Regions from separate parts of the Mus musculus genome. Here regions 1, 2, 3, 5 and 6 are each linked to region 4. A link is a contact called in public ChIA-PET and Hi-C data. All regions are on one chromosome and are shown on one strand. The core of a region is the stretch at or near the end of the contact, and the rest is flanking DNA. Distances in the headings are between cores, read along the strand shown.

Region 1 (4,216 bases), core at 1,210-3,709, 260 kb after region 4:
AAGGAAACAACTTGGACACATACACTTGATTGGAGGCAAATCAAGGGATATATATATATATATAGTGGTATATATATGTATATGTATACACACACACACACACACACACACACACACATATATATATATATATATATATATATATATATATATATATGCCTAGAAGAAGGCCTGTGCTCCTTTGTCTGGGGTTGCCATTTTGAAAAATGGCCAATTCCCACATGCTTGACGTTTCTGCAGAATAGATGTCCTTTGTTTTTGCATGCTATATGAGTCTGGGGTCTTCCTTCAGCAATTTTCAGACTCTTATCCCACTCTATACTTTATATATGCATATCCACATCCATATATATGCATGCACACCACACATATAGTCTAAGTAAACATTTTTATTTCTACATGTGCATTGTGCATGTGTGTGGAGTGTGCATGCCATCGTACACATGTGGAGATTACAGGACAGCTTAACAGGAAGTCAATTCTCTTATTCCACAATGTAGACTCTAGGGATCTAACGTGGGTCATCAGGCTTGAAGACCAGAACTTTTGTTGGCTAAGCCATTTAAATGAAACTTTCCAGAAGAGCTAGATGATCAAAAGCCACTTAGTTGTATTAGTGTCTTTTTCTGGTTGTGATATAATAACCTGACAAAACGGAGAAGAGTTTATTTAATCTTAGAGTTTCAGATGGAGAGAGTCCACTGTGGTGAGGAACACGGCAATAGGTGGCGGTGGGGCATAGCACTAGCTGGGGGCAGAGCCCGGCAGCAGAAACAGGAAGACAGTGGTTACCATTGCATCTGTCAACAAGTGGAGGCAGGCTTTCAAAGTTCAGAACCGGTCCCCAGTGACATACTTCTTCAGCAAGTTCGTCCTATTGGTCCCATACCCTTTCCCAAACAGTGTCTCAAGCTGCCAAATGTTGAAACACATGAGACCTGTGAGGCTGTGTCTCATTCAGACTACAGCAGAGGCCACTGTCACTTTGTCACTATGGTGCACTGAAGTGGGCGGTAGGTGCGAGCTTTATGGAAATTGCTGAAAGATCACCACCTCCTTACGCTGCTCCCATTCTCCGCCCCCACCCTACCCACCCCGAGATCCACCTGCACCTACCATGTGTGTTCCAGTGAGGAATGTCCCCCATCATCTTGTTCGTTTGAACATTTGGTTCCCAGAAGGTGCAGCTGTCTGGGAAGGTTTAGGACATGTGCTTTAATAGAGGGAGTATGTCACAGGAGGTGGGCTTTGAGATTAAAGCCTCATGTCATTTCCAGTCATTATCTATGCTTACTGCTTATGTTACAAGACATGTGCCCTCAGCTTGTCACTCAAGCCACCGTGCCTTCCACCTCCTTCATTCTGTCCCCAACATTATGAACTCAAACCCCCTGGAACCATGAGCCTAAATAAACTCTTTCTTCTATAAGTTGCCTTGATCACAGTGTTTCACCACAGCAGCAGAAAAGTGACTAACACACTGTTGCCATTGAACTTTGGTGTTGAACTTCTTAGGGCTAACATTTATGAGAGGTATAGGTAATAGAAATCATTTTGGTAGGTTTTAATTCATTCACTCATGTATTCAAAGCTGTCTTTCTCAAGGCATGTCAAGAAGCCTTGACATAGGTGTATGAGCGAGTGACAAGCTAGCAGTAGGAACTGACCATGGTGTAAACTCACAAAATGCAGCACATTCTAGGTCAAAGAGTAGCCTTTGGGGACCCAGGTGCATTCCTTCACAGGACCCAGAAAGTTGTCAGTGCTTCTCCTACAGGAACGGAGTAAGCACCTGCTTGATTTCTATTGTGTTGTTGCAACACCATAACCAAAAGTGGTTTAGAGAAGCAATTGTTCATTTTGTGTACATTTCAATATCACAGTCCCACTGAAGGAAGTCATGGTAAGGGCTCATTCAGAAACTTGAAGCAGAAGCTATGGAGGGCTGTGGCTTGCTGGATCGCTCTTTCTTTCTTTCTTTCTTTCTTTCTTTCTTTCTTTCTTTCTTTCTTTCTTCTTTTCTTTTCTTTTCTTTTCTTTTCTTTTCTTTTCTTTTCTTTTCTTTTCTTTTCTTTTTTTTTTTTTTTTGAGACAGGGTTTCTCTGTGTACTTTGGCTGAACTCACTCTGTAGACCAGGCTGGCCTCGAACTCAGAAATCCACCTGCCTCTGCCTCCCAAGTGCTGGGATTAAAGGCGTGCCCCACCACCGCCCAGCCATACTTAGCTTTCTTGTATAGTTCAGGACCAGCTGTCCCCCACAGTATGCTGGGCCCTCCTCCACCATTTAACACTAAAGGCAATGCCCAACAGATACAACCGCTGGTCAGCCTGGTTCTGCTCTCCTTTCAGATGACTCCAGGCTGTGTCAGTTTGACAGTTGAAGCTAACTAGGACTGTGTGGAAGCCCACAGGGAGCAGCAGGTGCGCGGGGTGCCTGGTTGTACCTGGGAAATGTAAATGCAAGCTTTGTTTCCTTGTCTCTTGAAATGCTGGAAGGAAAACCACAGGTGCCTTCAAGGAAACAGATGGAAGCTGCGGTGTGTTTTGTGTAACCAAAGCATTAGGCTGTGTTTGTGTGGCTTCGGGCGAGTTACTTCCTCTGAGCTCTGATCTTTCTCAGGTGCAGCTCCAGAAACCATCCTTTCCTTTCCTTGTGGCTTTCTCGGGTCCACCGGCTTGCTCCGCCTCTGTGGTGTAAAAGACGCAGGCCCCTCTGTCATAGGCAGTAGACTGGCATGCCGTCTGGGTTTCCTTTCTAATCTTCCGCGAGTCTCATTCCAGAGCCCTTGGACAATAGGGCGGCATGGTGGGAGAGAGAAGAATGAACTCAGGGAGGGGGCCGGCCAATCTTAGCTTATTTCAAAGAGTTCACGTGGATTGTAAGTGTCGGATCATGAGGAGGCTGGCAAAAGGGCCCGCTCCTCATGAGGTCTGGTTAATATTAGGAATTATTGCCTCAAACACTGCAGGTGTGGATCGACCCCTTTCAGTCCCTGCAAGTGGGGCTGCAACCGCCTTTGACAGCCTCCAAGCTGCAGAGTGCTCACGCCCAGGGCAGACAATGATGCGGGGGAGTTGCTGGTTTTAGGATAGAAAATTACAATGCATATATAGTAAACAGCACCTGGAAGTTTACTAATGATTTTTACAATTAACAGCAGCGGTCTGATTATTCATGCGTGCTTTCTATGAAAGAGAAGAAAGGAAGCAGATGTTGAAAACAGTCACGTGGCTTGGAGTTTACTGGGAGGGGGCCCTGGTGGTGAGAGAAGAAGGATGGATGGGCTGGAGCAAAAGGAAGGAAGAGTGAACGAGGTGGAGATAGCTTCCTGTGGTTTTGCTCTGGCTGTCGTATGCAAATAGCCTCATCCAGATCTCACAAGAAACCTTCAGATACTTTCACATCTTCTTAAGTCATTTCTACACTCTGCATGTTTAAAGCCCCATGTAGTTTGCAGCGGCTGAGCAATAGATATATTAAGTAGTCAATGGAAACATATGATTGGGCTTTTTTTTTTTTTCTGTTTCGTACTAAATTTTGTGTGGCTCTGATGAACATGTAGGATGATTCTGGCTCAATGCCTGTAAAAGGCACCAGGTGGGCTTCTGGTTACTTCTAGAGACTCCTGTTCTTCAACCATGAAGCCATCTGTATTATATTCTGAAACTTGATGTCTGATTCCAATGTTTTTCACCCTTTGTTTCTCAGCCTTTTAAACCCCTTGCTCAGCTCCAAGTAAATTTGATGACTTTGTCTACAACTGAATGCTGAATGGACTTGTTTATATACTGAAAAGGGATGGTGTTGTCAGACAGTGCTCTTAAGGGTTAAATGTTTTCTTGTTTCACCATACACAGGCTTGCTCTCTCTCTCTCTCTCTGTCTCTCTCTCTCTCTGTCTCTCTCTGTCTCTCTCTCTCTCTCTGTCTCTCTATCTATCTATCTATCTATCTATCTATCTATCTATCTATCTATCTATCTATCTATTCCCCTCCCTTCTATTTTAGCTTGTTCTTGGTTCACCTAAAAAAGATTTTTATGTGATTGAAGTCATGGGGAAAGTGTTATTTTGTAGTTTGCTATTGTTCAAAATTTAAAATCATGGGGCTGCTATTTGATTCTTAGTACCTATATCAAGGCAGCTTACACCCACCTACAAGATAACCTGTCACCCTTTCCTGGGCTCCTGGGCTCCTGTACTCCACTGCACATTCT
Region 2 (3,767 bases), core at 136-2,635, 280 kb before region 4:
ACCCCTGACTCCCATCTTCCTGATCTATAGGGTCTGACTTTACATTTGCCATTCCGTGCTGGGCACTGTAGAGAGGGGGCACAGGGCATTCAGTGCAGAGCCCTTGGCCCATATTTATATTCTTTTGATTCAGTTTTAATTCCTTTGTAGCGTAGCATACAGAATAATGGTTTGATTGTGACATTTGCATACAGGCTTGCACTCCATGTTGCTCACCCCTTTCATTATCCAATTGGTATTTGTTACGGTGCTTTCAGCGTAAGGAATGGGTCAATATTAGAGAAGAGAAAGGAAGGAAAGAGTATGAATCAGGATGCCTTGTCTAGGTGGGAGCAGAAGATATAGGAGCTCCATCGGGCTGTACCTAGGCCCTGAGGGACTAGGCACATGCTGGCAGTTCTGATGACTCTTCCACTGAAGTCAGGAGACCTCTTCAGATGCCTTAAGGGAGACTTCTATGGGAGAGAGAGGTAGCCCGGCTGGGTAGCCATCTTGGACCAGCAGGACTTGAGGTAAAATGCTGTCATTGGATGGTGTAGCTGTAATTTGCACAGTGCAAGGAAGGTGAGTTTCTCTGTGCACGATTCCTGCCCTCTTGGCTGGGGAGGGGACTATGTTGTGGGGGACATGAGTCCTGGGGAGGTAAGGGGCCTTCACACTCTGATGTAAAGTCCTCGGTGAGCCTCATGAAGTCCCCATAGCAGGTTCTGAATTAAAGATTTAGATTGAGCCGGATCTAAACTCAAGTCTCATTTTTCGCCCCCGTGTAGACATGGAGATTTTTTGAGCCCCCAAACTCCAGCCTTTGGGCTTAGTAGCAAGCTAGTTCCAAATACAGTGTTGTCTCAAGGTTTGAATTCATACCTGGCCCATGCCTGGGTTAGTCTAAATTGTTCCCATTTCTGGCTTGTGAATACACCTGGCTGCCCCAGAGATGGGCCCTCCCACTCCTCTGCTTTTTGTGTGGAAGTGTTGTCCATTCTTTCTACCTCCCAGTCCACTCAAGCAGGGTCTGTTGGACCCCAGGCCCTTCAGCCCCTTCCCCACCATGACCTTCATAGCTCTCATTCCATCAGGCAGCGTCAGCATGAAGAGAATTAACTGGAGGCCTCTTTGCTGTGTGCCCAGGTCTGGCTTCTGGCTCCAGGTCTGAGGTTCACTCCTAGACATGCACTTGTGGTTGTTCAGTGCCGTAGACCCCAGTCTCCCCTTGCTCAAGACTAAGTGAGTTTCTCCTCAGGGAGAGATGGTGGGCCCTTCTGAGAGCACCCTTCTCACGTTAGCCCTCCTTTACGGTGAGCTGAAGGCGAGGCTTCATGCTAGGACAGTGCTAGAGGAAGGGGTGTGGCTACATGAGACATCTGTCTGAGCTTGTGGGCATCACTGTGAGCACAATTCCGTGCATACTCATGGTTCACAGGACACCCTTCACGCAGTGACCTTTTCCTCAGTGTCAGAACACGGTGGCTTCTCAAATGTCAACAACTTGAATTCACTCGTAGTGACATCACCGTGAGGTGCCTTGAGTCAGCTTTGGGGTGGAAAGTTCAGATGTTTTTAGCGGTTTGAATAATGATATTAAAAAAAGGATCCTAAAACAAACTGCAAAAGGCCCCAGAAAACCCAAGCTTTCACAGGTCTGCAGCCCCACCAAGCTTCTCCCTCCTCCCCGCATGCTCCTGCTTCTGCTACAAATGAGATGTCTTCAGTGCTCTGCCCGTGGAGGGGGCGTGGCACCATTGCCCCATCAGTCTCTTTCCTCCCAGACAGATCAGGGAAGTTATAATCCCAAAGGCCTCTTGAACATTCATCTACCCAACCCCAGTCCTGTCCCCTGCCTGCAGGTGTGGCTGTCGTTATCTCTCACTACCCCCAAATTGTCATGGTCAGACACAGTATTTCTCCATTCTGGGTGTCCTTTAGTTTGTTTGTGCGGCTTGTTCCCCTCAGTGAGTTCATCGTGTCTGTCATATCATCTCAGGTTTGACCTTCTGCCTTTACACCGTCCTCGAAACAGTGACTGTGTGTCTTGTAAAATGAACAAGGATATATACATGTACATTTCGCCCTGCAGGGTTATTATAAAGGGAAAATGCAGAGACATGTCAGGTCTAGAAGATTCTGGAAGCTCTTTGAAGCCCTGCGAGGACTCACTACCTCCTAATAGCTCAGCAGTCAGTGTTGTCTCCGTTTAGAAATTCTCAGGACTGGGGATAGAGCTTAGTAGGTCAAGTGCTTGCCTAGCGTGCACACAGTCAGGCTCACAGAAACCAGGTGTGCTGTAGCACAGACCTCTCAGCCCAGCACTTGGGAGGTGGGAGATAACAGGATTATCTAGATACCCGTCACCCTCAGTGACATCAGATTAATAGACCAGCATGAACTACACGAAAATGTATCAAAGATAAATAAATAAATAAATTAATTAATTAAAAAGAAAGAAAAGGAAAAAAAAGCAGTTTAGTGAGAGACATTCATATATCATACACTTTGTTCATGAAAAGTCTCCAACCCATGACCTCCTCGAGGGTTAAGCATTACTGATGTACCTGAAGGCTCTGTAGCTTTGGTGGCATTAGAGGCAGCCACAGAGGGAGGGCAGGCGCTGGGCTGCTGGCGTTGGGTGGTCCTGGGGAGAAAGATTCTGTCAAGGCCCAGAAGTGATGAGCAGTCTTAAGCAGTGATCTAGACTTAAACAAAAAGGGACAATTGAGGCGTAGGGATGTAGTTAGTTCATGGGTCAAGTATTTTTCCCAGCACGACCCAAGTGCAATGTCCCATCCCTAGAACCACAAAGCTGAAATGGAAAGTTTTCTGGTCGCATGCTGGAGGACAGGTGTCTTGGCCAATGGGAACTGGGGGATGGAAGGGTGGGTGCAGAGAGCAGTAGGTTTTGGAGGAAAGATAAGCCGGGGTCACACATGACTGGTGCTGAGTGGGACTTAAATATTGAGGGATTGGGGGAAGTAGAGAAAGCTGCAGAGGGCATTGACAAGGGTAACCTGTGAGATATGACCTAAAATCCAGCCTGTAGGAAGTTCCTGCACCCTCCCTGAGGCTTCAGCAGCAGGCCGAGGCCCAGAAGAGGAACTGTGCGTGAGGTTCTATGCTGGAAAACTAGGACAACCTGTTTCTGCCACTGCCGCCCAGCCCAGAAATGCTGGTGCAGGTGGCCGGTGAATAAGGGTTCCTCTTTTCCTACAATGTCTGGTAGGGGAATTCAGCAAGAAGGACTTGAGTCTGGAGCTCTGACCCCAACTTCCTCATACAGATGTGTAGGGAGAGCTGCCTGTGTAAACTGGGTGCCTGCTTCCACAGGACCACCCAGGGCAGGGCCATACACTCACACCTAGAGGCTCCTGAGCCTGGCTGTCTGGGGATCTGTAAGTGGCCACCACCCCTCCCCAACTTTTCTTCCTCTAGGTCCATGTCTGTGCCACACGCTGCTGCCAGGCCTTTCTGTGCCTGTCCCACCAGTGCAGGAAGGCCTGGCTGTGGGTCCGAACCTAGGCAGGAGATTGCCTTCATTTTTCCCTACCGTGACAGGGCCCCTCTCTCTGCTAGCTTTTTGTGATCTCCTGTGTATCATACTCCTGGCAGGACCCAGGGCATTAGAGGGTCAGTCTCTAAGAAATCAGAGTGTAACCAAGGAAACTTACCTCCTTCTCAGAACAGGCAATGGGCAGAGCCTGACCTTCCTGGCTAGGCTATGGCTTCTCCCCTGTAGGAAAGAGGGGACATATTTCTAACTCAGGGAGGTGACTTTC
Region 3 (4,115 bases), core at 996-3,495, 430 kb before region 4:
TTGTAACTTCAGCAACAAATGGGGACATTTCGTGCTCAGAAGCAACAGGTAAGTATCAAGCCCTAGAGTGCTCAAGCTTGAAGGCAGCTTGTAGAAGGAGGGGTTTATTTAGCTATGCTCCAAAGGGATAAGAATTCAGCACCGTTATGGCGGGAAGCGTGGCAGTGGGGCTGGAGTAGCAAGCTGAGAGTTCCCATCTTACACTGCAAGTAGGAAACGGAGAGCAAACACAAAGGCATACATCTTCAAACTCTCAAAAGGCATCTCCAGGGACACACTTCCTGCAGCAAGCCTCATCCCCTAAGCCTCCCAAGCAGCAGCCTCAAGTGGGGCCCAGTGTTCAGACACAGGAGGCTCTGGGAGAAACTCATTTTAACCACCACAGTGCTGTCCCAATGCTTTCTTCCAGGAGTGCAGGAGGATGCTGACAGAAGAGTTTCACAGAACAGCCTTGGGGAGATGACAAAGCTTGGTAGCAAAACGGCCCTCAACAGAAGGGTAAGGTGCCATTCCTGCCGTTTAATGGTGTGATTGAATTTTCCTTAGAGTGTTGGGGTTGAGCCTTTCAAAGCCTTCCGCATGCTAGGCAAGTATTCTGCCACTTAGCTATATCCTGACTCTGATTTTTATTTTTTTAGCAGTCATTCAAATAAAATTAAGTTTGTGGCACCTAGTGTTCTTCTGTAAACAATGCCTAGTGTTCTCTGTAAACAACGCCTAGTGTACTCTGTAAACGCCTAGTGTTCTCTGTAATCAACGCCTAGTGTTCTCCTGTAAAGGCAAACACGAAGCTAAGCTCTTGAGGTCGGTGCGGAGCTCCCTTTCAGCGTCAGCTGCCTCAGAGCTGCCTGGAGGGTAAAGACCTTCATCAGGGAGGAGGCCCCCACCCCGCAGCCTCTTCCCAGATCACTGCTGACTCTGCACCTAAGTAGTAAGATTTCCTAGCCAGCAAATGATCGTGGCCTCACGTTCGTTCCTGAGCAGGTGCCGGCCCTACTTTTTTTTTTTTTTTTTAATCTCTTTAGGTTCTTTCTCTTTGCCCAATGTTTACAAGGTCTGGATTGTAGTCTCCACGCCCAGGTGTGATTCAGGGCCCTTCCCAGTCTCCCTGGGTTTCTGGTTCAGTGCTTCAGTCTCTCTGTCCACCCATCTTATTTGTAGAGCAAAACCAGGTGTATTTATTTAGGCTTGTAAAGTGGGAAGGTGTCCACAGGCAGGGGAGCTTTGCTGATAATGTCACTTACGGATGGCTGACGTGGGCTCATACTGGCATTGCCTGTTTTCTTGTTTGCTACCATCTGGACATTACTTTGGTTTTGTTTTGGTTTTGGTTTTGGTTTTGGTTTTTCGGGACAGGGTTTCTCTGTATAGCCCTGGCTGTCCTGGAACTCACTTTGTAGATCAGGCTGGCCTCAAACTCAGAAATCCACCTCCTGAGTGCTGGGATTAAAGGTGTGCACCACCACGCCCAGCTTTTTTTTTGGGGGGGGGGCATTACTTTTTAAACCTTGTGTCTTTGGCTTTGTGCCCACATGCTTTGCAGGATATGAATTCAGAGATAATATGAGTGACAAATGATAGCGCCAAGGTCAGGGGGGTGTGTGATGCTGCATGTTGGATTTCTCTCTTGGCAGCCCAGGTTCTTGGGGACCTATGGTTTCATCTACCTTTCCCATGCGTCAGGACTCGGGGGAGTGTTCTTCTCTTAGGAGTGGGATACCTTAGCCACTCCAGCCCACTCTACAGGGTGCCTTCAACTCTTTGAGGAAATGCCAGGGAAGTTAAGAGTGGCTGTGCCTGGGATAAAATCGTGTTACACTTTAAAACACCCTAAAAATAGAGATGCTGAATCCCTAGAACCATGAAGGAACTTACCTGCTTTATTGTTTTATGGCTCCTAGTACGAGGCTTTATGGAGCTTGACCGTGATTTTCTTTACAGAGTTCTGTGCACTTCTTATCTGAGACATTACGTTTTCTCTAACACATGGGATGCCTGCCTGCCAACTCTACTGAGTCATTGCTCTGGAAAGTGCCTCAGAAGTGACTGTACTTGACTAGCCTGCAATCTTTCTCTTTGGTTAATATTGTGAATTCTGCTTTTCTTACCCACTGAGTTGGCTCTGCAGTCTGTTTTGTTGGTCTTACCATAAGCGTGCATGTTAACTCTCAAGGATGGGTGTTTCTCACTGGTGCTGTTGTTTCAGGATACTTACCGCAGAAGGCAGATGCAGAGAACCATCACGAGGCAGATGTCCTTTGATCTCACAAAGCTGCTGGTTACTGAGGATTGGTTCAGTGACATCAGTCCACAAACCATGAGACGGTTACTCAATATTGTTTCGGTGACAGGTGACTTTTGTTTTTCAAGTTCTGTGACAGATAATAAGTTTTATTTTGTTTATATTGTTTTGAGATAGTAGGCATTGAACTCAGGGCTTGTGCAAGCTCTGTGAATGTTGTGCTATTGAGTTGCACCCCCAGACTCACCATAAGTTTTAACGTTAACAGAGCACTTTGAGTGTGAGCTGTGTTGGTAGTGGTAGATGATAGTAGTAACTTTTTTGTAATAGTACTTGACAATCTGATATCACTTGGGAATTTATCTTAAAAGTTCATCATTTTAAAGTTCTTTTACTTTATATTTAGGCTAAATTTATATAATTTATATAACTGAGCACATTAATATTTGTGCTGAAATTCAGATTTTTATATACTGCCATATTATTTCAGTTTTTCTATGATAATTTGAATAAAAATATTTGTAATACAATGGAGACTATTAGCTAGGCAGTGGTGGCCCACATCTTTAATCTCAACACTCTGGAGGCAGAGACAGGCATATCTTTGATCAGGTTCAAGGCAAGCTTGGTCTACAGAGTGAACTCTAGGTCAGCCAGAGCTAAACAGAGAAACCCTGTCTCGAACCTCCCAAGCCTGCCCCATTCCCCAAAAAGGAGCTTATTGCTATGACTGAATTCTTTGTGTGGACGCTGCTCTTCTGTATGTTAAGGCTAATTAGCATGAGAGCAGTCATAGACACACTTGCATTTTAACTTCTAGAATGTGTGTCTTTCCTTACATGGTATTGCTTGGTACCTTCTGGTGTTTCCTAGTGTTGACTCTGTCAATTGGAATTGCATTTTATACTAAGTTTAGGGCTCCTGACGTAAACTGTATTATAGGTGGGGGTCATACCTAAGATAACATTTTATAGTTATAAATCTCTTTAAATGAGACTTCAATCTTCCAATGCTGGTTCGACAGAGGAACTGTTTCCTGATATTATTGCTAACACCGACATTCTCACTTGACAATATGTCTTATCATCCTTCTTATGCCCAGAGTTGGTCTGGGCATGGTAGAAATTTAACAGGAAGTAAGATAGCACCCCTCCCACTCAAGCACCTCCCTTTCCCTGGAACTTCTCCTGGCTCTGCCCCTCCTGGCTCTGCCCCTGCCTTGGCCCTGCTTCTGTTCTCAGCAAAGCTCCTTGGTAGAGCACACTGCCCTCTCCCATGCTGTTCTTCCTCCAGTCCTCCCAGATTTCCCAAGACCCTTCTCAGGGCTTCAGCGAGGAGACTGCACTTGAGGTTCCCCAATGGCTCCTACAGGGAGCGTGCAGGGCCAGGGCTCCATCCTTATCTGGATGCCACAAGCAGCTGTAGCAATGGTTTCCCTCCTAACTGTTGCTAGTTAACACATTGTGTCCTCTTGCTCTTTAATATTAGGCTGCCCGTGACTACAGTTCTTGGAGCTCAACTTTGTATCTTGACCAGTTTTCATTAACATGGCCTGTCATGATTCTGAGCAGTGGGTTTTCTCAATTCTTTAGGTGTTTCCCTACCTATAAGCTTTTCCATGAGACCTTCCTGCATCTCAAACGAAACGATTCTGCCGCCTCCTTCCATGTTTCCTCCTACTCCATAGAACAGCTGTCTTCTGACACATACTGTCTTTGTCTGTCTGTTCTCTGGAAGGGGAGACCCTCATGCAAGGGTCTTTGTCTGATCTGCTTAACCGCAGTACCCACTTCAGCATCTGGAATAGATTGTGAATGAGTAAGAGACCTGAATGAAATTAGAACCACACTTCACATGGCTCTTTGAGAGAAGC
Region 4 (3,884 bases), core at 955-3,454:
ACAGTGGGTAGATGTGCCCATGGTTCTGAGCCTCCAGGGCTCTGAGTTGGCTGTAGTAGTCTTAGGGACCTCCCCCAGTCACTTTGCATAACCAGGGGCTGCCCAAGGCTGTCCCATCAGTGTCACCTGACATGGTAGATGTTTTTCTTAGAAATCCCAAATACATGTTGTTGTTTCTAAAGTTTAACTTTCCAAAGGACATTCTTAGACCTAGCTGTAAAATCCCATAAATTAAATTGAAATTGGTCACGTTTATGATGGAGCTGTGAAAAAAAACCAAAAAACCCGCAAGTGTTACGGATTTATGGCCCTGGGCTCATATTCAGCTGCTCACCGCTTCTGCTTCTAGGTCTTTCTATGCTGTGTGGGGCAAAATTTATATTTGTGAGTGAGATCATTATAAATCTTTTATGTACCACAAGTGCAGTTTTAAATGTTAGCAGGCATGCAGAACTAGGCCCAGGAGGTACCTGCTGTATTTCATGGATTACAGCTCCTCTTGTAGCTGGCAAAAATCAAATTCCTTAAAACCTCAAACCCAAACTCAAATGCTGAACTTTGCGCTTGCATCTGACTCTCTCTGGAGAGGCAGACTTTGTGACAGAGCTTGAGGCTCAGAATGTTGTTAAAAACAAAAAGCTTCCCACTGTCTCCCTCCCCCTACCCTTTCCATCTTCCATAGCCTAACATAACCTAGGCAAGGATTCTATTACTGAACTACATTCTCAGATCGAAAATTATCATCTTTGACCTGTTTTGTTGTTGTTGTTTGTTGATTTATTTTCCTTACTTTCCTCTCTCTCCCTTCATTCCTTTCTTCCTTTCCTCTTTCTTTTCTTCCTTTTTCCCTCCCTCCTCCTTCTCTCTTGGCAAGGTCTCACAGTGCAGTCCAGGCTTGCCTGGAACTCGTTATGTCACCCGTGCTGACATTACACCTGAAGCCATCTTTCTGTCTTCATGCCTTAGCCTCCGCAATGCTGGGATTACAGGAATAAACTACCTTACCCTGCAGCTATATTATTTGTGGTTTTAAACACAACCTTCACGAGCAATTGTGGTAACCTATGCCTCTAATCCTAGCACTTAGAATGTGGGGACAAAAGGACCAGAAGTTTGAGGCCATCCTGGACTACTTGAGACCCTACCTCAATAGAATAAAAATGAACCAGAATAAAATCAGATAAAAGCCTTCAGGCATAGCCGTTTCCCAATGTCCATTCTACTCTCTGGTTATCTTATTTGGTTGGTAACAGTTCTTCCTGGCTAAGAAGATAACTAGGTTGTTAAAATGCTTGCCAAAGAATCAGGAGGCTCTGAGTTTCCAGCCCGGAACTAGTGAAAAATGCTGGGCTTGCATTCCCAGCACCAGGAGGCAGAAATAGGAAGATCCTGGGGCTCGTTTGACAGTCTGCTTAGCCTTGGCAATGGCCCAAGGAAGTGAGGGATTCTGTCTCATACTGCAATGTGGACAGCTCCTGAGGAATGAGGTTGACCTCTGGCTTCCACATACATGTACACACAGGTGTACCTTCATATATACACATGTGCATACACACGCTCGGACAGACAGACAGAAAGACACACACACACACACACACACACACACACACACACACACACACACTTAAGACACACAGGTATACCTTCATATATACACATGTGAATACGAACACTCGGACAGACAGTCAGAAAGAAACACAAACACAAACACATACACACACACACACACACACACACACACACACACACACACACGTTGTTTAAAGAATCTAGAGGCTATTGTCCTTGATCTGTGCCCTGTGTCATCTCTCTATGCAGTAGTTATCCTCCTGCTTTTTGGTTCCATCCCAGAACTCACCTGACCCCTCCTCATGAAGTTCTGCTCCTGCCTCTGCTCTAATTCCTTGATCACCTACTGAGCACCAAACATCAACATCCTCTTCTCAGGTTCCTCTAACATACTAAAACGAACACAGTTTGTTAACCTAAATTCAGCTTTCTGAGCCTTTGTATGTCCCAACTATGGCTTCAAATCCTGTGAGCCCAGCAGGTGTGAAACCAAAGCCGAGCAGCCTTTTTTTTTTTTTTTTTTTTTTTTTTTTTTTTTTTTTTTTGTCACAGGGGAGATGAGTACTTCCACAATTGGAGTGTGGAGGAGACCAGAGGGCCAGGCGCCCAGGGAGGAAGCACAGGGTGTCTCCAGTGGAATAAATTATCTGCAAGGGTTGTGGTTAGTGTTCAGTCTGAGTGAGGCCCACACAGCTGGGACACCCTGTACTTTTGATCTGGCCTTTCAAGCTTGGGTGATGCCAGGAAATTGCCTGTAATGGACTGAAGGCTGCAGTATAGAAAATGAGAAGGGATTGTTATAAAAACAATGGGGCCTACTTCCCTGCCCTCCCTTCCCACACCTGCTTTGTGCACAGAGTCCATCTTGGCTCCAGGAGGGGGTGCGGGGTGGGGGGGACTGGAACCGGGTGCCTGGAACTCAAGGGCTGTTTGGCTGCAGACTGACTAGTTTGTGGGCAGGGACCTTTCCTGGGCTCTGAGGCACACCGGCTGTGTCAGACAACCACGACACATGTCACTGAGTCATCTCTAGCAACCCAGTCATTTCGGCCACAGGAAGTTGGGCACCTGCACTCCTCTTTTGAAAATAGCTAGCAATAGGGTGGGTGGGTGGGGGTGAAAGTGTTCAGTTGATTGACTTGGCACTCACGGCCACACCCTACCTTCAAGCATGGTGGATATATGAGCAATTTCAGAAGGGTACTGCAGTGTTACCCCTGGGTGCCTGTCATCACAGGACTTGAGAGTTCCTTTCCATAGTGAAGAGAGAAGGGGGTCATCTTGCATGCATTGTACCCGACACCTGTCAGGTGGGATGGGAAAGATTTCCTTCCTTCCTTTCATGCTAGCCCTGGGAGCATCGTCCGAGGGTGGACTTTCCATGGGACTGGTGGTGCCTGACAGGTGCGAGTGCAGAGGGCACAGAAACAGCTGATTTGGCCACAGGCATTAGAAATCTCTTCTGGCTTCCTATTTCCATATGACTATATGTCCTCAGGGACTGACATGAGTTCAGGATAGTAGTCTCCCTTAGGGGAAAGTCCTGACACCAGTTAGGTCATCACAGCAGAGCAAGCGTTTCATTTGTAATCATGCGGAGGTGGCAACTTAATACTCTGAAGTTTTCTACTACAAGGCAACTGCATTTGCTCCATGTAAGTCTGTGGTATAGACACTTTTAATGTCCTCTCCCACCATGCAATGGGACCATTGCCAAGCCTAAGAATATTACAAAACAAGTCGGAGGAAGGTAGGTTTAAAGTCGATGAAGAATACATTAATGGGCATAGAGGCAGAACCATGAGTGGCATACATTCCCAGTACCATGCAGGACAAGAGACGACACAAGGCACACCCAGAGACACCTACATGAGGCACCAACAATCTCTTTGCTTTAGAAGTGAGCGGAGATATATTGGAGTAGCAGTTTTCAATCTATGTGTTAAGAACCCTTTGGCAGGGTTCACATATCAGATATTCTGAATATCAGATATTTACAATTCACAACAGAAGCAAAATTACAGTTATAGAGTAGCAACAAAATAATTTTATGGTTGGGAGCCACTTCAACATGAGGAAGTGTACTAGTGGGTTGCAGCAAAGGAAGGCTGAGAACCACTGCATTAGAGAGACGTTTGCAATAAACTTTGTCATAGCAGATGAAGACGAAGAACACAGTCACATGGTTCAGCTTCTATGCCAATTAATGTGTTCTCTATGGTTGTGATGGTTAATCTTGGGGGTCAGATAAGGATGGGGAAAATGGAAGATGAAATCCTGCTGAGGCCTAGGTATGTGTGTGTGTGTGTGTGTGT
Region 5 (4,220 bases), core at 984-3,483, 430 kb after region 4:
AATGTTGTTCCACCTATAGGGTTGCAGATCCCTTTAGCTCCTTGGGTACTTTCTCTAGCTCCTCCATTGGGAGCCCTGTGATCCATCCATTAGCTGACTGTGAGCATCCACTTCTGTGTTTGCTAGGCCCCGGCATAGTCTCACAAGAGACAGCTACATCTGGGTCCTTTCAATAAAATCTTGCTAGTGTTTGCAATGGTGTCAGCGTTTGGATGCTGATTATGGGGTGGATCCCTGGATATGGCAGTCTCTACATGGTCCATCCTTTCATCTCAGCTCCAAACTTTGTCTCTGTAACTCCTTCCATGGGTGTTTTGTTCCCAATTCTAAGGAGGGGCATACACACTTTTACTCTTACCACTAGTTGGAAGCGCTTTTTTTTTTTTTTCTCTCGTCAATGGCAGACCTCAAATTCCTATGCTGGAAAAATGTCAAGGTCTTCAAGTTCTTTAAGAAGAGACTGCCCACTTCTTCTGAGGTTCACACCAGAAATGCTGGCTAGTATGTGGGGGAAAAGAGGCTTTCTTTGTGGTTTGCCAGCTTCATGGGCTGACACATAAATAAGCATAGGTAAATAATTTTCTGGAAACCAGCCAAGTAAAATGATATGTTCTCAGACCAACCTGGAGATCCGAGTCAGAAGTGAGGCCATCTTTGCCACAGTGCTCATGCATGGTTTACAGGTTCCCTGTTTAGCTGACTCCCTTGGAAGAGTCTGTATAATACCAGATCAAGCCTCCTTAGGTCTTACTCTAAAGACTGTCTCTAAACAGAGCAAAAGAGGAGACAGGCATCTTGAAGCTGAGAAGTGGGAGGGAGAACAGAGATAAGAGAAAAAAATAGGAGTTGAAATCTGTGATGGGCAACCACAGACCTCATGCCTAGGGGATTAAAACACTCTATAGTGATTATCCCCAAATGGATTGCATTGTGTCTTTTCATTGTGATGGTGCTAAAATGGTCACCAGGAAGTCAGAAAGTCAACTTCAGGTTTTCACCAGCATTTGTGTGTACCATGGGAACCCCTCACATGACCTGCATATGTTAGCTAAATGCCCCAAACCAATGGTAGATGCCTGGCATTGAAGAGCTCTGGAGATGCCTTCCTCCTGAAGAGCCACAGTGGCTTTTCAGAAGGCCTCTCTGGGTTTTACAGTCAGAGCCTCTGAAATTCTCAGGGCCCCAGGAGTGATCTTTACAGTCGTTATCTGTGTGTTCCAGGTAGCTGATGCTCTCTTGTTTAAAATTCTCCAGTGAGATTCCAGATTTGTCAGGGTGAACTTCAAAGTCCCTGTGTCCTTTGGTTACTGTGAGCCTTTGCAGGCCTCAGCCCCCTCTCTACGTGAAATATTTTCTTTCTGGCATTTTCAAGGATGGACCCCTTCTCATGTGTGTACGTGTGCATGTGTTTTCATGTGAGTGAGTTGTGTCCTTTATCAAGTGTCCTCTAATTCCTGACCCCTGACTGTTTTGGGACAGGGTCTCTCACAGCCTGCCAAGTAGACTAGGATGGCCGACCAGTGACCTCCAGTGGTCAGCCTACTTGCCTCCCCTTCCGGAGTCTGGAGTTTTAAGTGCTTACTCTTCCCATTCTGAAACTTGTGATGGACACCAAGCTTTCGTCAAACTCAGAGTTTCTCCTGCCTCTGCCTGACAAATGCAGGCACTAAAAGCGTACACCACTCTATTTTGCTGTTTGCCCTGCTCTAACTCCCTTTATTTTATATTCTCTCTGCTTTAACAATCGATGTCTCATCCCACTTTCTCACCATGTTCCTGTTCCATCCTGTTATTCCTCCCCTCCCCTTGCCGCCATCAAGACACTGTTGGTAAGATGCTGCTTCCTGTGAGACCTGCCCTGGAAGTGAGCTGGGCTATCCCTGTTCTCATCGAAGCTTAGGCTTGCTCTGTTGCTGCTCTGGATTCTCTGGGCATTTTCTCACTTAGTTTTCTTTTGCCTCTCCCTGGTGACTTTGACTTGCATGTGCAGTCTGTGATCTAAACACAGGGCACAACTGGTGACAGAAAAAAAAGATAAACAAATAAATGTGAGATAAAGAAATAAAAGGAAACTAGGCGTACTGACATTCTAATAAAGAGGTCTCTGTACTATCTATCATGCAGAGGCCCAAAATGCTGTCATAACCTTTTGCCTCCTCAGGCTGTGTAGGAACCATGCTAACCTCAGCCTCGGCAATGTGACAGATCTTCCTGGAATAACCAGAATCAGGGGGGCTGGGTGTCTCTTGCCCACACCCAGTGCTGTGTTCGCTTTCTGTGTTTCCTGTCTGCCCACTCACGTTTGATTTGGTCTCTTTCTCATCAGTGAGGCTATTTTCTTTCACAACATATGCTTATTTTTTATTTTGCCCATCCTTTTGAAATGCTCATGTCTCTCTGACATTTGTCAAAATGGTTTAATGTTTTTTATTTTATAAATTCACGTCTTTAGAGACCTGCCCTTGCAATTTAGGGATACAACCACCAGGTGGCAGGATGGCTTTCAAACTACCAGGCTCAGCCTATTGGCTGAATTCTGTAGGAAGTAGGTGTCTACCCAACTTAAGAATGGCAGCCCCTGCAGGGCACTTCTAGGGTGAGAAGCTCAGGGAGGGAAGACAGCCATTTAGTTATGAAAATGGAGGGGAAAAAAGTCGTCTGTGCAAATGCCTGGGGTCAGCAATTTAGGAGCACTGATTACCATCCATGGCGGTCCTTCTCCTCAAGAGTTAAGTCATCTGACAAGGTGTCCTTCAACCATGTTGGACACTGCCTTGATCTCACTCAGTAGGGATGCTCCATCTCTCAAATAGCCCTTTCTAAGCAACCTTTAGCACTGCCATGTCACTGATGTCTGTCCGGGTGGGTCTTAGAGCTATTCCCTCTTATTTGCCCCCTCCTCCAAGAAATCTGTCAGAAGAAATCAAAGGAAAAATTTTAAAAAAGGCCATGGTGGCTGTGTTCCATGCAATGTTTTGTTCTGTTTCCACCAGAAGGGAAAGATTCGAAATGTCCCACCACCTGGGTCCACTTGGTTTGCCTGAAGTTAATTCACTCACCAGCTGTCAGGGCTGCTTCTGTCCTTGGGTGAGATTTGGCTTGCTCACCCACTCTTCTGAGCTGCAACTGGGCCTGGCCTCATTAGAAGCCATGTGGCCTCCATAGCTGGCACCATTACTGTCCCTGGAGTCAACCCGGATTACATCAGCCTCCTCTGATGGCCCAGAGCAGATTTCACACTTTTTTTCCTCTTTCCAATTTGTGCTGTTTGGTTGCTGCCTTTGCATCCTGGGGAGTCGCTGTGTGGTATGCAGTCAGAGGGGCTGCCATGATTCTCAGTCTTGCTCTTACAGCTCAGCCCCACTTCTCCAACTCAGTGCCCCCGGGGGACTCCAGGTGGGGGTGAGCTTACAAACACTATCCACTTTAAATTTTTTTCTGAGTAACTCAGGTTGGTACTGTAGATGGTGAGGTTTTTGGCAGACTTATACTCCCCATCCTTTCTAACAGATGCATGGGAGAATCCCAAGAGTGCACACGGGAGCATATCTTTGTTCAAAAGGCTGGGCAGCCTTCTATTGACTTGACCCACACCAGGTGGGGGATACACATAGAGGCTTTCTCATGGAGTTAATGAAGCTGAACAAGAATTTACTCGGGTCTTCTATCACATTGCTGGGTACCATTTAGATGGATTGTGGGTGATGAAAATGAGCTTGAGTTATGCATGAGAAACGTTAAATTCCAGTCTTCACTGCACCCCTGTAAATACCTGCGCTGTTTAAGAGATATAAGAATGCATACTGCAGAAGACCAACATCGCCCAACAGGTGACAGAGACTCAGAACAACACTGTTCTGGGTCTTTCTAGACCAAACCTTGCATGCTCTCCTCTGAAGCAGTTCATGTCATTCCTAAGTCTGATTGTTTTTCAGTTCATAAAAGCAAGACTTGCTTAGTATAAAAAATTCAAAGACGTAGACAAATACAGTCTTTGAACTATCTTTGGCCCATGAGTCAGTGTTAACTTCACCAAACGATTTGATGTGTCTCCATTCTGTGGTTATTGTCAGCAATATTTCTAATACACAGCTAAGTAGATCAACAGATGGGCCAACACTCAGTTAACTCTTTCTCCATTGGTCTAAATTTGAGTCTTGTCTCACACAAATGGCAATCACAGGGTAGAGTTTGAATTCCCCCTTCAGGGACTATCAGTA
Region 6 (3,810 bases), core at 882-3,381, 400 kb before region 4:
TCTTCAGACACACCAGAAGAGGACATTGGATCGCATTACAAATGGTTGTGAGCCACCATGTAGTTGCTGGGAATTGAACTCAGAACCTCTGGAAAAGCAGCTAGTGCTTTTAATCACTGAGCCATCTCTCCAGTCCCCCACCTATTCTTTTTCAAGCACAAAATTTTGTCAGAAAGGGTAAAATTTTAGAAAGAATGTGTGTATGTGTATGTGTGTGTGTGTCTGTGTGTGTCTGTCTATCTGTCTGTCTCTTCACTTGGCAGATATTTATTAAGCAACTGTGCTATGACAGAATTCTAGGCACTGGAGATGTACTAAAGTTTTGACAAAGTTGGAGTCAAAACCAACTTTAATGGAAGGGACAGTCTGGAGAGGGAGTAAGATGTTTAAGAAGATACTTGCACTAGTAGGTGTACATCTGGCGTGCAGGAGAGTAAGGACCTTAGGTCTGTCATAGAGGAATACGAGCGTCCTTCAGGTAGGCTTCCCTAAGCAAGAGAATTGTGCTGAATGCAAAGGATGACTGAGAAGTAAGTGGGTGAAGACAGGAGGAGAGAGTGTCTAGGGTTTTGTCTGTCTTTCCAAAGATATTAGTAGTAAAAAAAAAAAATGAGTTTTATGGGGCTAGAGAGATGGTGCAACAGTTAAGAGTACGTACTGAACGCCAGAGGACTCAAGTATAGTTCCTAGCACACATATGGCAGTTGACAAACTTCTGTCCCATGATTTTTTGCACTCATGTGCACATATATCAACATTCAGGCATATACACCTATAATTTATGTCATTTAAAATTACTTTTAAAATGAGTTGTGTGGTATCTTTTGTTTCTGACTCTGGCATTACAGTGGGTGGCTTTTGTTGTTTTTTCCTTCATTGCTAGTGATTGAACCTAGGGCTTTGTGGGTGCTAAGCAAGCACCCTTTCATGAAGGTACATCCCCAGCACTGAGTGGGCCTTTCTGTCTGTATTATTGTGAGGGTCGTCTGGAAGTTAAGTTTGTCTCAAGTGTAATACAGTTCCAAGGCAGATGAGAGCTTATAAAGATGTTTGGATTGCCTAGCATTCGTGAAACCCTGGGCTTGATCATCAGTGAGTGAAAATTGGGAGGTGGAGTGGGGTGGGGGGGTAAATCTTAATTTTAATTCTTTATTGGATAATCACATTATTAGATGACCAACTTCAGAAAAAATATAATGTCCGTTTCATAAGTTATACATTATGGACCTTTAAGATATAAAATTTTCCATTTAATTTTGAGCCTTACTTTGAATAGAATTGACAGGAATGACTTATGTAAATTCTGCCAAGTAATTTATTTGTGTCTTCTATAATAAAGCACTGTCATTTATCATCAAAATGCTTTAACTTACATGGATGTTGGCATTAACAAGTGCTGTTCGATCAGTGGCATCAAAAGAAACTACACTCAAGCTTCCTGGGAGCTCAGTGATGCCTGTACTGTAAAAATGCTTTCTGTGGGCCATTTAACTGCTGGCAACTTTAGTTCACATGATTCCTAGTGCTGAAAATTTAAATTTGCTCTTAATTGAAAAGTGAAGTTATTTAAATTCTTTAAATGCTAACCTTTGGAAAAAATATCTGAAAAATAAAAGCCCATATGATTTTGATGGCCCACTGCCAAAAGATTATCATTTACATAAACGTCTCTTTTAACAGAAGGGCTTAATGCATTGAGCTCAAAAGGTTAGAATAGAGACTCCAATCTGGAGAGCAGCAGTAGACGTTTGGCTTGTGAACAGCCGCATTGTTCGCCACGCTGAGAACACTGTTCGCATTCAGGCTGAAAGCAACGCTGGCATTAGGATTCGGTTAATTTGTTTCATGTGACTTGTCAGCTGTGTGTTTTTATCTAAATCTTCCTAGCCTCTTCTTTTTGTGTGTTACACTTCTGAGAAATGAACTGCCTTTTTAACTGTTTCATTTCTAGTGTTTTTTCTACGTTTGCAAATGATACCATGTGATCGTTTTCCAGGTTTTCATTACTCATTAAATGTACTTAATAATCAGTGAGGATGCTGTTTTACTTTATTGAAAGCAATGGTATCTTAAAGAGCTTTGTGCTGTGTGCATGTTTGAGTCTGTAGCAGGAGTCTGTGAGACTCACACAGAACTGCTCGCCCTGTTTTCTCACGAGCACCCATTCTTTCCTTGTTTGCTAATTTTGTTCTCTGGATCTTCCCTCAGATGACTTTTAATATCTGGCTACCAGCCAAGTACTGGGTCTCAGCAATAAAGTGCTGATCCCAAAGAAAAGATGCAGCTGTTGCTAATCTTAGGGTTCCATCTCACTTGGGAAGAGCAGGCAAATGTTCTTTCCCCTAAAATGGAGCCCTAGTGCCACCCAGGAGCACAGGCTCTTGAGTAACTGGCCAGTGCTGTGAGGAGAGCTTCTAGAGATGCTGTTACCATAGGAAACGTGTGCGGAGGCTGTGCGGTCTCATGGCTGGCGTTTGCCTAGGTCTGCAGAGCTGTCCTCCCAGTCAGAGAGGTGGCCATGCCACCACTAGGCAGGTTTCCTCCAGGTTCATCGTGGTCCTGTTACTCTCCTCCTCACCTCCCCAAGTTCCCTGGGAACTGTGATCTGCTTCCTTCACACTGGCCAGATTCCTTACTTAATATAGCTGATTATGAGGTTTGCCCCTGTCAAGTTCAACACAGTCTACTCCCTTTTCCTGTTCAGTTGTATTCTGTGATATCAGCCTCCATCCACTCTGTACCCATCACTTAGTGGACACTGGCCCTTCTCCCAATTCTCCTGTCCACCTGTTTGAGCATCTCCGTTGTGGTTTTCATTGCTTTATCTCTGGAGCATTCGCTCACACATCTCAGATCAGCTTACTTACTCCCTGGTGGTTAGTAGGGAGAACCCAGAAGAACTGGAACATTCTGGCCATTTGTTTACTTTCAAGACAATTTCATATTGATCATTGTAACATTGTCTAGTAAGTGTTTTTAATGACTAAAATTCACTTATTTTTACATTTGAGAATTTCTGATTGATTCAAAATTATTTATGGTTTGAACTCATATAAATATGAGTTTATATATATACACACACACACATACATACATACATACACATACATACAATAAAAGAGTACAAATATATTACTATATTTGATTGACTAAATCTTATCCTTTCCAGGCTACCTTCTGTGTTTTATCATATCTATTATACAATAAGCATATATTAGTTTTACAATAGAAAATAGCCTTTTATAAAGGAAAAAAAACCTGTGCTGACACTTTTTTAGTTTGTGTGATTTATTTAAAAAGCTTTTTCCCTGGGGGAGGGGGGGGGAAGAGCCACGGTGTCACATTGAAAAATCCCAGGTTGGGCCCCCAATGGAGGAGCTAGAGAAAATACCCAAGGAGCTAAAGGGATCTGCAACCCCATAGGTGGAACAACATTATGAACTAACCAGTACCCCGGAGCTCTTGACTCTAGCTGCATATGTATCAAAAGATGGCCTAGTCGGCCATCACTGGAAAGAGAGGCCCATTGGACATGCAAACTTTATATGCCCCAGTACAGGGGAACGCCAGGGCCAAAAAGTGGGAGTGGGTGGGTAGGGGAGTGGGGGGGGGTATGGGGGACTTTTGGGATAGCATTGGAAATGTAAATGAGGAAAATACCTAATAAAAATATTTTTAAAAAAGAAAAAAGAAAAATCCCAGGTCTCAGCACCAGCCTCTCCCTCATTGTGTGATATGGGTGCGCTCATAGCCCAGTTCAGTCAGCGAGCAGGAGCAGTTGGCTGTGGTGTACCTGGTGTGTCTTCCTCT

The links. Hi-C and Micro-C count contacts between places; a contact is called where the count stands out from the background. ChIA-PET counts read pairs in DNA pulled down with a chosen protein or histone mark.
Region 1: a contact with region 4 is called in an RNA polymerase II ChIA-PET map of memory CD8 T cells, with 8 read pairs. The contact joins two enhancer-like sites. A contact is called at or near these places in 1 of 484 Hi-C or Micro-C datasets (pro-B cells) and 2 of 115 datasets of contacts at active chromatin or transcription factors (effector CD8 T cells and memory CD8 T cells).
Region 2: a contact with region 4 is called in a Hi-C map of natural killer cells, with 4 times the contacts expected there. The contact joins two enhancer-like sites. A contact is called at or near these places in 1 of 484 Hi-C or Micro-C datasets (natural killer cells) and 1 of 115 datasets of contacts at active chromatin or transcription factors (memory CD8 T cells).
Region 3: an RNA polymerase II ChIA-PET map of memory CD8 T cells shows a contact between it and region 4, with 19 read pairs. The contact joins two enhancer-like sites. A contact is called at or near these places in 1 of 15 datasets of contacts at CTCF or cohesin (large pre-B cells), 1 of 484 Hi-C or Micro-C datasets (cranial neural crest) and 1 of 115 datasets of contacts at active chromatin or transcription factors (memory CD8 T cells).
Region 5: a contact with region 4 is called in an RNA polymerase II ChIA-PET map of memory CD8 T cells, with 5 times the contacts expected there. The contact joins two enhancer-like sites. A contact is called at or near these places in 1 of 484 Hi-C or Micro-C datasets (embryonic fibroblasts) and 3 of 115 datasets of contacts at active chromatin or transcription factors (CD8 T cells, effector CD8 T cells and memory CD8 T cells).
Region 6: a contact with region 4 is called in a Hi-C map of uterus, with 4 times the contacts expected there. The contact joins two enhancer-like sites. A contact is called at or near these places in 1 of 15 datasets of contacts at CTCF or cohesin (large pre-B cells) and 5 of 484 Hi-C or Micro-C datasets (cranial neural crest, embryonic stem cells, group 2 innate lymphoid cells and 1 more).

What each region holds. Positions count from the first base shown.
Region 1 is chr12:25,699,957-25,704,172 of GRCm38.p6, forward strand. No RefSeq gene overlaps it. Among named protein-coding and RNA genes, the nearest start is that of Gm36886, 230 kb to the left of the region's middle. Within about 2 kb of position 2,460, at least 32 of the 459 cell types and tissues checked have an H3K27ac peak or open chromatin away from gene starts, as enhancers often do. A contact at or near this core is called in memory CD8 T cells, where this site is marked.
Region 2 is chr12:25,154,191-25,157,957 of GRCm38.p6, forward strand. The region is part of intron 4 of Gm36287 (a long non-coding RNA gene); the gene reads left to right. Among named protein-coding and RNA genes, the nearest start is that of Gm36287, 17 kb to the left of the region's middle. Within about 2 kb of position 1,386, at least 60 of the 459 cell types and tissues checked have an H3K27ac peak or open chromatin away from gene starts, as enhancers often do. A contact at or near this core is called in memory CD8 T cells and natural killer cells, where this site is marked.
Region 3 is chr12:25,011,091-25,015,205 of GRCm38.p6, forward strand. It overlaps Kidins220 (kinase D-interacting substrate 220), which reads left to right. Exons shown (of 32, transcript NM_001081378.1): 19 at 1-48; 20 at 410-498; 21 at 2,207-2,351. Among named protein-coding and RNA genes, the nearest start is that of Gm36236, 38 kb to the left of the region's middle. Within about 2 kb of position 2,246, at least 89 of the 459 cell types and tissues checked have an H3K27ac peak or open chromatin away from gene starts, as enhancers often do. A contact at or near this core is called in memory CD8 T cells, where this site is marked.
Region 4 is chr12:25,436,342-25,440,225 of GRCm38.p6, forward strand. The region is part of intron 9 of Gm36723 (a long non-coding RNA gene); the gene reads left to right. Among named protein-coding and RNA genes, the nearest start is that of Gm36886, 36 kb to the right of the region's middle. Within about 2 kb of position 2,205, at least 88 of the 459 cell types and tissues checked have an H3K27ac peak or open chromatin away from gene starts, as enhancers often do. A contact at or near this core is called in CD8 T cells, memory CD8 T cells, natural killer cells and 1 more, where this site is marked.
Region 5 is chr12:25,862,083-25,866,302 of GRCm38.p6, forward strand. No RefSeq gene overlaps it. Among named protein-coding and RNA genes, the nearest start is that of Gm29835, 110 kb to the right of the region's middle. Within about 2 kb of position 2,234, at least 27 of the 459 cell types and tissues checked have an H3K27ac peak or open chromatin away from gene starts, as enhancers often do. A contact at or near this core is called in CD8 T cells and memory CD8 T cells, where this site is marked.
Region 6 is chr12:25,032,415-25,036,224 of GRCm38.p6, forward strand. The region is part of intron 22 of Kidins220 (kinase D-interacting substrate 220); the gene reads left to right. Among named protein-coding and RNA genes, the nearest start is that of Gm36236, 59 kb to the left of the region's middle. Within about 2 kb of position 2,132, at least 70 of the 459 cell types and tissues checked have an H3K27ac peak or open chromatin away from gene starts, as enhancers often do. A contact at or near this core is called in uterus, where this site is marked.